2 separate regions of the Columba livia genome follow, and region 1 is linked to region 2. A link is a contact called in public Hi-C data. All regions are on one chromosome and are shown on one strand. The core of a region is the stretch at or near the end of the contact, and the rest is flanking DNA. Distances in the headings are between cores, read along the strand shown.

Region 1 (6,186 bases), core at 3,381-5,880, 110 kb after region 2:
GGAAGTGTGAGCCTTTTCTCCTTTTTTTTCCTCTTTTGGGGGTTTTTCAATACCTACTTTGGTGCGATCTCAGTCAGGCACTCCTGATTGGCCCGGGCGGCCGCGCTGCGGGAAACCCTGTGCATTTGTGAGCAGCGGCGCAGGGCGGCCCCGCCTGAGCCGGAGCGGCCGCGGTTCCAGGTGGCTGAACAATGGGCGGCTTGTCCTCGGGACAAAGCTGACCGCCGAGGAGGCGCTGCTGCCGAGCCCGGGGCCCCCGAGAAGCTGCTCTTCCGTGTTTATTGCAGTACCGCTCACCCTGAAATGTTCTGAAAATATTATTTCCTTAACGTTTTGGGGCAGGGAAGCTTGGGGTTTTTGTCGTCAGATTACAGACGCACCTGCTAATGTTAAAAAAAAATGTATAGATAAGATAGGTTTTTATTACTGGATCCTTACTGCAGTGTTGTTTGTGGCTTGAACTGATGAGCAAAAAGCCCCTGGCATCAAGCTTATTTATTGAATCTCCGTGCTTGCTTGTAAGCAGAAAACAAAATCAAGACTTGATTACATGTTTTCAAGGCGGGAACATGAGGCAGCAATACTTTACCACGTTACAGCTATAATGAAGCTTCAGTACTAAAGCTGTGAGCTAGCCATACCTTACCGTTTGCATCCATATTGCTGTATTGCTGTTCTAATTAATGGTGTCACGTTTTGATTTTTTTCCCCCCTCCTTGCAGTGTACCCCAGTAAATGCCATTTCTAGATGCTGTTATGCCCATCCACATTAGAAATTACTGAAAGACCCCATGTTGACAATGCATGTATTGAAAAAGCAGTCCTATTGCATTAGGCTCTTGCATTGGTGGGTGGCTTATGCTGGCCAGAGGTCCCTTTTGGAAGAGCATTTGCCTCAGATTTGTGGTGAAACTAGCAAAAGACCTAGCACTATGACTTAGACTTGAGTTGGGGTGGGTGAGTAGTTCCTCCCTAGGCTATTTCCTGATGTATTTAATTAGAGAATGCTGAAATTTGGACCCAAGTCTTAACTTACTTTGGAAGTAATAACAAGAATTGAGTAGGGACATGTTTGGTTTTTGTTTACAAGTCAGTTTCTCTGGACAACTTGTTCTGGTCCTGTCTTTCTGCTGGGTCTGCTGCCTCGTGGCAGCATGTGCTGTGTGGCTGGGAGAGAAATCAAGACAGGTGCTGTTTGGTTATGGGGGCCAGTGATGTCGCAGACCTCCATCTCTGGTGGCACCTAACGGAGACCTGGGACAGCTGTGCTTTTTAGTGTTAATTGATGTGGGCAACTTTTCTGTTACTGTTCCAAGCTTACTCTTCATAGATCAGTTTTGCTATGAGAGAGGGGTACACAAGCAAAACATCTTGGGGAGGAGGGAAAGAGATGATGTAAGGCCATGAGAACAGGGCTGCAGCTGTTTCTTTTCATATACTTACAAGGGAAAATGAGTCTGTTTCAAGAGGTCCTGTGGTTTTGGAAATGCTGCAGTGGATTGAGAAGGTATCTCACTAGTTAAAGGAACCTCAGCAAGGACAGGAACTTCTTCAGCAGCAGAGTAAGGGAGATCTCTCTCACTTGTTCCTGTTTCATGGGAAAGATGTGCTTGCTCTGAGAAGGGCACTTACCAAGAACCATGATGGCTTTTTGAAAGGTTTTATCCCCCAGAAGACAAAACAACATAGCCCAGTGAGGCATAAGCACAGTGGCTGTGGTGCTTTGAGAAAGCTGGAGGCAGGAGCTGTGCCCCAAGATGTGTTGACACGTGTGTGGGTTATGGTGGTACCGGTCTCCCTGAGCCTAGGGCCCCACGGGCTGTGTGCTGTATCTGCACAGGCACTGGGAGCTCTGTCTTTGCACCAGGAGCTGCCTGCCAGTTATTAGCAATATGTATGGGATGGTTTGGGAACCCCTACTGTATGAAAATCCCATGCTGTTGTTTATGTAGGGGAAAGGGAGGGTGTTTGTCAAGTCCTGTGCCGCTCCCTGACTTGATAGCCTGCTCCTCACGTGCCCGTGACCTTAAGCATCACCCCAACAGTTTGCAGTGCTGTGTTTTCTCTCAGAGAGGGCTTGCACCAGGGCCCTCATGAGGCAGCTACATAGCGGTCATCTTGGTGCCTGAACCAAGGGGACGCTCCCTGTTTTGGGGAGGGTGGGAGGGAATTCTGCTGCTTCTTTTTACAAGCTCCCTTTCCATCAGTCCTGACCTTTTGACAGGAACCTGGGGCAGAGGTGAGGACATTGTGCCTTGTGGCATATCACCACACTGACACTAACCCCCTCGTGGCTTACTGCTCCACCGATGTACCCCCATTACACCAGCTGCTGTGGTGGGGTACAAATGAGCAAGGTTAAGGCTTCTAGGAGCTGAGACTCTCCCCTTTGCCCCTGTGCAAGGCTGTTGTAAAGAAAGAAATTAAAACTCTGGATTGCTACAGCATTGTGGCGATGGAAGATTTTTTTTACTAGCTTTGCTGCCTGTCAATACTGAATAAGCTTTGTCTTTTTTTCCTAGCATTAGTGCTATAAATAAGCTACACTGAAAGCTCAAGTTGGATGTATGGATGAACCACCTCGAGAGGCAAATTCCCCTCCCTCTCTTAAGGCAAATGACATCTACAGTTAACTCAGGACTTCCTCCCCAAAAATCCATCCACCAGCCATGGGAAAGCCCAAGAAATTTCAGCAATCGTGTAGCTGCTGGTGACCTCGTTGGCTCCAGTCTGAAACACCATTGTGAATTGCAGCCGACAAGCTTCTTCCCAGTGAAGCACCACTTCAAACCCCAGCAGGGTCGATAGAAAAAGTCACCCATAGATTCCTGTTTGTGAATGAGACCCTGCATCAACAGAAACCAAAGATCAATACATATAACTCACTAACTTTCTAGTGTTTGAGATGATGACCACTTGCTTACTTTATATGCCTCAGCTATTTCAACTCCCCCTCCCGTCCTCCAAGCTACTGACTCATTTCCTCCTCTAAAACCTTCCTTTTTTAGCCTTTCGCTCTGAAGTATTTGGTGGCTGTTTTGAGCCGTCTGCTCCATGCCTTACTTAGGCAAACTCCTACATGACAGCACAGCAAGCCTTGCTTTGCACCATGGAAATCTATATTTTTTTTTCCAATACTTTAAGTTCTGAGGGGCAGTTTTAGCTACTGACTGTGCTCTTAGGCAAATTGCTTCTTTGCTGTTGGGAATCACAGAGGCAGACAATTGGCAAAGCAGCTGGTGAGCTTAGCCTGCCACTTCTTATTCTAATTGCTGTTGCCTCCCTGTTAGCTTCCACTTCCCTCATCTGTCTGCATCCACCTGCTGTCTTTTCACATCCTTTTGCCCTGATCTTGCCCTGATCTTGCAGTTTGAGCAGGGATTGCAGAGACTCCTCTTTGGCTGGACAAACACAACATGACTGCAGAACACCCAGATGGAAGCATCAGGCCCTGACTTTGTGCTCTCTCATGCAGCAAAGAAACAGGCAGCATTCCCTTCTGCGCAGCCTGATGTGGTGGTGGCCCTTAGCTTTGGTTGTGGCTGATGGATGTTCCTGTAACCTTGCTATCTGAATGTGCCTGAAATGTAGTCTGTTTTTCTCAGGGCTTATGCAATATTGGCTCTGTGCTCTTGGCATCACAAGTCTCAGCAAAGATAATTTTAGACAGGAACAGAAAGTCTCTGTAAACCTTACAGTCATAGCTATTTCACCGTCAGAAACAAAGCCATGAGAAGCCCATTGCCGTGCATTGATGAAACATTCTGCTTAGTAGATGCATTGGAGTAAAAATGTAAAGGGAAATTTTGGAGGAGGAGGAGAACCCAAAGGTGATTCCCAGAAACTGCTGTGATGCTCTGTTCCTTTTCTGAGGAGGTGGTATGGCCAGCAGGCAGCATGCAGGAACCAGGAGCCTGGATTTGGGCCCAGACCACTGCCCTAGCCTGTGGGGTGAGGCTGGGAAAGCTGTTTCCCCCCTTTGCCTTAGTTTCCAATTTGTGAAGTGCTGACATTGTTACTGTCTTTTCTATAATACAGTTTGAGATTTAGTGGAGATCAGAGCTGGATGTTGCTTATAAACACGTGCTATTTTTACAGTACTGAAAAGTCTGTCCTAAATTGCTAAGGATGAATGCCAGAACTCATTTTAATTTGCTCTCAACTCCCACAATTGCTGCAGGTTGCAGACCTTTTAATTCTTGTATGGTAAAAATTCTGCAGGCTAAGACCAACCTGACCAAAATCTGACTCTGCTTACTGCTGTAAAACCTGGCTAATTTTACCAGCCCCATCAGAACCATTCTGGATTGAGTATGACTGGGAAGGTAGCCTGATGCCCTGGGGCATTTTCACCACTAGAAGGAGGAAGGAGAGAATACACAAGGTAGCTTAGGAATGGAACAGCCCCACGACAATTTAAATATGCAAGAATGTCATCAAGCAACTCTCCTACCTGCCTTGTTTATTTTTTTCCTTTTTTTTTTGTTTTCCTTTGCTTTTGTTGTCAGTAAAGTGTCTGCCTGAAGTACCTTGTATGATGAGAATGAAACGCATCCAGCCTCACCTGCCCCAGAATCAGCGTAAGGACTAGCCACTCAATTCTCACTTGCATCCTCAAAATAGGCAACAAGCAAAACTTAACAATGATGTGTTGGTTTCCCTGCATAGATGTGAATTGGATCTGAAATCCCCCTTGGTCTGAGAAGGGAGGCTCATGTTGAGTGCACTTGTTGAGGCCTTGAACTTCTCTTATCAGTGGGTAAAGATTTAAGCAGCATCTCTGGCTGTGTTACCCAAATGCTTTGCAGTGTTTAGCGTGGTTACACTCCGGAGCTTTTGCTGTGAGACAAGGCTGTGTGTGCAGCCCAGTTTTATAGAGGGGAAGGGCTGGGCTGAGAGAAGCTGCATGACTCTCCCAGCCTCGAGCAGGAAATCTGTGGTAAGTCTTCACTGTCTTTACAGGGTAACACCCTAACCTTCAGGCCATCTCTTCTCTGCACATGGAAGATGATAATGCTGCTACATCAAATGTGGCATGGCTGCATGAATTTCTTAGAGAATAAGCACTTGTGGCTTAAGTGGGCTTTGTTTCAGGTGTGGAGGTGGTTGCTGCTGAGATTCATCTGCAATGCCATTAATAATTTTTTATTTCCTGACTAAATTAAACCCCACTCCTCTCACACTGCAACCCAGACAGAATGTTAGTGTAGCAGGTTGTTTTTTTCAGTATAGGGTTTGCACTTAGCTGAATCAGAATAATGAAGAAACCTTTTGATGGTGAGTTGCTTGTGCAGGACAGCTGTTTTTTGTAGCTTGCAAACTCCAGGCCTGTTTGTGTTTGTTGAGGCTGTGACCACTTGTTAAACCTGTCTAAGTTTAGCTCTAAGGAATGGAGGGAGCTTGCCTGTTGTTACTGGGGTGGTTAAAATTTGGAATTCATTATAAGGAGGGCTTCTGAGGGTAAGATTAGATGGCATGTGAATTAGCCCTAATGCATGTATCACCAATCATACAAGGTGCTATACAGGCATAGACTGGAAAATCCCCGCCCTAATCTGCTTACTGTCTAACCATAAGATAAGAAATGCATGGGGTAATGAAAAAGGAAGCAATGAGACCATATTAGTCAGCATGACACGTGTTCATCAACAGCAGCCTGATAGCTGGGAAGGATTTGCTAGAGGGTAGTGAAAGCCCCTTTAAAACTGTCAAAAAATAATGAAGTGGCACTAAATGTGTTTTCTGTGAATGTGATGGTGTACGATGGGGGTGCTCTGAGAATTTAGGGAGGTTACTGGAGGCCCGAGATGCAGAGGCAGGTATGGAGAAGTAAACACTTGTTTCTGAAGCACAGCCCTGGCTACTGTGATAGTGGTGAGAAGCCACAGCACTGCCAGTGCCTGTGAAACACAACTGGGGTGAGCAGCAGGACAAATCTGCCCATAGCCTGGGTGGTTCCTAGGGAGAGCAACCATGCCAGGTTGTGCTTGCTTATTATTTTGTCTTTCAATATATTGGGTAGTCTTAAAAAGGGTCTTGCTTTCCTGGTGAACCTGCCTCACGTGCATTAGACAACACTCCTGCCGCTTCTGCCATGTGGACTCTGTGAGGTGAGGTGGTGTTTGTCAGACAAGTAGGAGGATATTGCAGAGATGCAAACTGGAAAAAGAGGGGGGTCTAGCTGCA
Region 2 (6,569 bases), core at 3,938-6,437:
AGGAGCCTTATTCTGAAAATGTGAAAAAAGCATCAATTGCACTCAATGGCCAGGGGCAACTTATTGGCTTGACTTTGTTAGCGTAAAATAAATATTGTCACAGAGATTGTTTGACTAGTACTTAAATATGTTGATAGTGATACATTGACTTTCTTAGTATAAATGAGAGCCAAATTGTGTATGAATTGTCTGGATGTAGCTGACATCCTGCTGGCTGATAACTCAAAATGAGTAAAGTATAAGAAATCAATTTGCTGTTGACTGACTTCACCTAGCAGAAGATGTTTTCTGAGAAGAACTCCTTTTCTTGCAGGATCATAAATCTGTCTCTTCATAGCCCTGATATATTTAAAACTTGCAAGTGGCAGTGACTTATATAAGTGTAGTAATTTTATAAAGTAAATATCCTAACATTCCACTTCCCAGACAGATTTCTACTACAATATATTTTGCATTTCTATAACTACATTCAGTATTTGTACACTTCAGCAATACAGCAAATAAAGATCTCTGATAGAACAAGCTGCTTTTGTATGGCAAGACTTTGTGTGGGATGTAAAAGGGCAAACTGGGGTTTCAGGCACAGACCTGTGACAAATTACTGATCACCTGGAGTTCTTCATTTGGAGCACTAGGGTTAAATATTTGACTTAACAGGATTGTTCTTGGAATGGGTGTTAACATGCAATGTGGCAACTTCGGGTCTTGTTGCTTGAGTAGCTCTCAAACTTTTATTTCTTATATGCTGTACACAAAGGAAACAAAGCTTTTCAAAAGCATTGATATGCTTGAACTCTTCCAACTTCATAGATGGCTTGAACTCCTTCAGGCTGTGTTAGTACTTCATATTTTGTCAATCTCTACACCTCCTGCTAGCATAAAGGAACTGTTTAAGACTTCAGGGCTTCTGGAAGCCCAGCCATTTCCAGTCTTATATAAGAGAAATCATTTTAAACTTTGGCAAACTGGGTGTACATCTTCGTAACTGATGCAACTCCGCCTATAAATCCCAGGCTCATCTTTCTGCAGGCTGGCTGTCATTTCATGTATGTGGATATAGGTCAGCAAGCCATACCCATCTAAAAGCATCTGAGTAAGAGTATCCAAGTCTTGGTTAGTATCTTGTGACTAAAACTTCTAATCACCAGTGGGTGGCAGGCTGGGACAGCTGCTGGTAACTAATTGCACAACATTTACCCTCACTGTGCTGTAAGGAAGTACAGGAAATCCTGCTGCATACTGTAATTTCTTACCTGGCAGCTGGATTTGTGTTGATCTATAGGAGAAACTGAGTGCATATGTGAGCAGTCTGCTTATAAGGAAGGACAGAAATCTTTCTTTAAATGTGGTGTGACTGGAGTTGACTTTCCTTTTAGCAGAGTCTTGAATAAAGCCTTAGCAGAACAAAGATTGCCACAGGCAAGTCAGTGTGATAAAGCAGGTTATCATCAATGTGAAAATAAGTTTTTAGAAATATTGCTGATGTAATTTAAAAAACTGTTTCAGAGGTGGAATAAGAGCAGAGTTTCATAGATGTTCCAAACAAGGATTGATTCTAGTGTATATGTCATGATCATGTCTCTAAAGCAGTTTACCTGTACAACTTGTTGCTCCAGTTTATGGATTGCAAATTGGCTTTGGAGAACAGGCACAAGCCTTATCATTGAGATGGTAACTGTGGTATGTGGCTTTTCACATCGTCTCCTTTCTGTCCATTTGAATGAGGTCAGAGGGAAAACTAATGTTTTGTCAAGTTTACTAAGGTTTGTTAAACATCCAGTTCTAGTGTTGTTGATAAAGGCAGATACTGCTACTGCCTGGAGGTAAGTGTGCTGCTGGCCTGCAGTGCAAGTACTTGGGTTAGTTATACACAACCCCTGCCAGCCATGTTCCCCCCAAGAGTTTAAACAGCAGGTCTCTGCTAATCCATCTTGTTTTGCCTGAAATGGACTAGGGGTTCTCCCAGTAGCAGCTTGGCAGGTACAAATCTCCAGGCTGGAACTAAGGACACATTCTTTTAACACAGCTGATAGCAGAGCTGCATCCCCTTGTATGTTGGTGTCATGCTTGTGGTTTGTGTTATGGGAGAAAGCATAGAGAAACTGCTTTCCAAAGGGGAATATTTGTAGTGCCATGTAGCTGCTGGACTATCTGTAGTGTTACAGGATAGATAGTAAGTTTGGATTCTATTTTTTTCTCTTCCATCTTGGGGATGAGCAGATGTTATTTGTCCTCCCAATAGAAACATGAATCCTTAGGTATGCAGCTGTCTGCTGAGCATTAGAGAGTAAGGAGGTGGTTTGTGTCTCTGGACAACAGTAGCACAATTCTGCTTGCAGAGAAGCAATGATGACTCTTGGGATGGCGCAGACAAGGTGGGCTAGAAATGAGCTATAGGGTGCTGCAGGTGTCTGGCTGGCTGTTCCCAGTGGAGCAGAGCTAACAGTTAACATGGGCATAGAGCAGTGGATCTGGATCATGGTGTAAACCCAGGAGAGATTAGCAGCAGGACAGCTGTATGCAGAATGCTGCAGCACTGGTATGGTGTTTACAGAGAGTCAGGCATATTGAAGTGTCAGCATCTGTGGGGTGGGTAAAACAGGTGGTGGTTGTACTTAAGGAGTTGGCAGTATCTGGATATTGGAAAACTGCAGATGGAAATCAACCTGGTTCCATACAAGAAGCTCATAAATGTGTCCTGTTGTACAAGATTGTGATTCCAGGTGGTGCAATAAGGCAGGGTTTTGTAGCCATAGGAAGGGAATGATTAAGGGTCAAGTGTGCTTCAAGAAATAGTTGGGTTAGCTCTGGTTTATGCAATTGCTCATAGTTCTAAGAAGACACATTGCTGATGGTAAGGCTGGTAAACCAAGCAGAAGACAGTACCTGTGCTTTTGGGATACAGAAGGCCTGGAAGAGCTGTGAGCATGGACTCTTCGTGCTAATTGTTGCTGGGTCTATGCTTCCCCCAGTGGTTCTGCAGCTATGACTGGCTTCACAGGCCTGAGAAATGCCACTGAATACCCTGGCCTGACTGGGAACAGAAATTCAGCTGCAGTCTGACTAATCTTGGGATGATTACTGGTAGCAGCATACATGGATTTCTCAAAATATGGAGTTGGGAAGGTTTTCTCAGTAGGTATTAATAGTTTCTGGAACTTGCAGTCACTCCCAAAAGATTGGGAGGAGCTGCTTGTTTGTGCTGTGAAGCAAAGAGCTCTGCAGAGTTCCCATTCTTGGATGTAGCTTTCAGTACTTTCCTGCTGTCCCAGCACTTGCTGCTGTGTCTGAGAGAGCAGTAATGAATTATTTCAACTTGTGCTTTTAAACACCTGCATTATCACTTAGTGACAGTGGGATATCTGAAATGGATTTGAAATCTGTTTGTAGCTCACTGGTCACCGATGAATGAATACAGGCACTGGTGATCTGTTTTAATCCATCAGATTGTTGCCTGGCTCCAGCTTTGGACCTGCAGCTCACTGTTTTCTGAAAATTGTGGTTCATCTGCTATCAAAATGCTGTCCAGTGGTCAAGCTCTGGTGTGGGCTCAGCCTTGCCTTTTGTTTACTTTTTATATTGTGAAGCCAATGAGAAGGCTCAGATGAGATCAAAGTCCAGCTCAGCTGGGTTTTGTGCTAGTGTGCTAAAAATAATCACAGCTAGGACTGCTTTGTAACTTGAACAGACAAGCAAGGATGGTTGCCTATTTTTCAGGGAAGGGGATTTGGGAAAAGGTGACTTGCCTGTTGTTCCACAGGGAGTTTTTGTCAGAACCAGAAATTTAACTTGGAATTGAAACTCCACTCCATGGCTCCTGCTGTCTTGATGTGCTGCTGTTGGAAGTGGTCGAATGAGTGCTTGTGACTTTAGTGTGGCTGCAGTTGACTGCTCTTCTGTGCAGATGTGGTAACTGCTGATGTGTGTGTTCTGTCTGTGCTCCAATGCAGTGAAACCTGTTGGTTTCAATGACTTTTAGTGCACTCTTCCATGGGTCTGTTTTGCTTGGCAGTGGAATTGCAAGGTCACTTTCTGCAAGAGAGGATAGTGGAGTTCTAGGAAGGTGGAAATGTATTGTGAGTGTTGTCTGCTGATACTTTAGCTTCTTGTCAGCACTCAGGTGTAGAGTGTAGTGTACGGGTTGTGTGTACTCAGCTGCTTCCAGCACCTTAACCTGTTATAGGTAAGGCTGTCAATCTTCTCCGTGATTAAAGGGATTCTCATTCCCTTTCTGTTTCTTGAGTATAATGTTGCTTTGCTCTTACTTAAAAACTTTCCTAAGCCTGTTCTGTATGGGGAAAATGCCCCAGAGAGTCTGATTCACTAGTGTAAAACAAGGATTAAAAGAATTTTAAGGTTCCTGTTTAATGCTAGCCTACTACCTGCTTTGAAAATGACATGCTGCTTTTTTTGTGTCTGGTTTAGTTTGGATCAAGCTTGTTCTGCTTGCTCTCTGGGAAAGTTTTAAAGGGAAGAAAAAAGATAAAAGCCTGGTTCCATAAAACAGCATGGGTTTAGATTGTACCTGTATCTCATACCAAACCCAAGGTATATTTTTGGCCTAATTTAGTCAAGGGCTTCTAGCTCTTTCTCGATTTCCTTGTCTTTGAAAATTTCGTTAAACAAAACCTTGTTAGGCCTAAGAGGTTAATGAGCAGGTTAGCAGAGATGTTCTAGTAAAGTTAGTCTACTTAAATTTGAGACAGCGATGGGTGCCACTGAAAGGGGATGGCCTCACTTCCCTTCCTGTTTTGTTCCTATTGCATCCCTTGGCCCGGTCCTTATGTTTGTGTGGCTTCGTGCCAAGCTGATGTAACTCACTAAAATGGCATGAGATGGGCCAAAATGGAGATAGGCCAAAACAAAAACAGGCTCTGCCAAGTCAGTGCACTGAATCTGTGTTCCTGGAGCGGAGAAGCATGCAGGCCTGTGCAAGGGTGACTCAAAGGGGATGCAGAAGAGACCTTGCTGGGGAGGCTTAGCTTAGCCCAATTGTTTTGAAACCATTGGACCAGCACTGGTCCAGTAAGTGCTTCCCTTCCAGGAGAGAGTGGCAGTTGTTACTTCTGAACCTGTAGTGGGCCATCTAAATTCAGGGCTGTCTGCATGATGGGGACCACCTTTGAACTGGGGACTGTTACTTTTTATAAAAGTTTGTCCTTCAGAAGGTGCACAGACAGCTGTTGCTGGGAAGTGTTGGTGGCAACTTCTTCAGAAAGATTTCTATCCCTTAGTGTTTAAGAAAATAATAACTCTCCTTGTGTGGGGAGTGCAGCACTGGAAATTTACCCCCACTCACAAACCTTTTAAGGGGAGCAGCGAAGTGGTTTTGGATCATGGGTGCGGTAAACATCAGCTAATTGAAACCCTGAGTTAACAGGCAGTGCCACTTTAAAATTTTTCATTCTGCTGTGGAGATTATTGGCACAGCCTCCTTCAGTAAATGTGAGGTTGTTGCCATGGAGGACAGGAAATCCCTTGTCTGCACAGAGAAGGGAAAACACTGGAAACTGTCCTACTGTAAAGCACAGCTGCCTCTGTGCTGGGAGAGGGGTGCTTACTTCTACGGAGGGTTTTCCAAAGTCTTGATTTTTGTCTGCCTATCTTTGCACACATTTGCTCTGTTTCTCAGTGCGCTGCTTGTGCATTTGAAGAAGAGCTGGACAAAGGAAGTGGGAGCAGCTGGTCAAGACTAGTTTTAAGTGCCCTGATTAATGTGAGAAGCAGGAGAGATTTTTTGCTTGGGAGTAAGATACTTAGCAAATTTACAGTATCTGCCTCTCCTTATAACTCTTCAGCTCCTCTTATTTCTGTTCTCTCTCCTGTTTGCAGAGGAAGGTCTCTGTGTTTTCCTCCCTTGGACCTCTTAGAGCAGGGGGCATCTCTGCTGTGGTGGGTCTGTGTTCTCTGCCTGGCGATCTGAGATGTATCCTGGCTGCTATTGCTGGAGGTAGGAACAGTGTCTCAGGCTATATGTGCAACTCTAGCAGCTGGTTATCTGTTCCTGCAAACACCTAGGTGCTTAGAGCAGGGCTATCCTGATGAGATAGGGAAGAGATGAGATTTGAGGAAGCTCTTCCAGGATGTGTTGGTGCCATCTTTCCACTACAGGGTCTGCAAGCAGACTCAGTTCCCTTAGGAGTTGAGACCAGACAAGCCTGTGGTAGGTTAATCAGCTTTGTCAAACTATCACTGTTAACTGCATCAAGTTGTATAAAAATTGAACTGCTTGGTTGCTGCTGGTATGAATACCTACCCCATCATCAGTACTTGTCCTTCTTACCTATGATCTGCTTCAGAGGCTAAAAGAGCAGATTACTGCTGATGCACACCAGTGGTTATTGATCACCTGTAGATGGACCACTGGATCAGGACTTTCTCTTCCTTCAGAGATACATTTGTCAGCTGTCTGGTTCTGTCCCATTGCTGTCCTGTCTGTTCATGCTGTTGCAGTCCTGAATTGTGTTAGATACTGAACAGAAACCAAGAAGGCCATGTCCAACTCTGAGCTTTAACCTCTGCTTAGCAATGTTTTCTGGGCCAAGTTTTTGTGCAGATGCTCATGAATC

The links. A called contact is a pair of places that touch in the nucleus more often than the background predicts.
Region 1: a Hi-C map of liver shows a contact between it and region 2, with 5 times the contacts expected there. The contact joins two enhancer-like sites. A contact is called at or near these places in 2 of 2 Hi-C or Micro-C datasets (crop and liver).

The regions. Positions count from the first base shown.
Region 1 is chr3:108,184,796-108,190,981 of bColLiv1.pat.W.v2, forward strand. DSTN (destrin, actin depolymerizing factor) reads right to left here and starts at 253. Exons shown (of 4, transcript XM_065058885.1): 1 at 58-253. Within about 2 kb of position 4,631, at least 1 of the 3 cell types and tissues checked has an H3K27ac peak away from gene starts, as active enhancers do.
Region 2 is chr3:108,077,089-108,083,657 of bColLiv1.pat.W.v2, forward strand. It overlaps SNX5 (sorting nexin 5), which reads left to right. Exons shown (of 13, transcript XM_005508806.3): 13 at 1-522. The coding sequence ends at 1. Among named protein-coding and RNA genes, the nearest start is that of MGME1, 20 kb to the left of the region's middle. Within about 2 kb of position 5,188, at least 1 of the 3 cell types and tissues checked has an H3K27ac peak away from gene starts, as active enhancers do.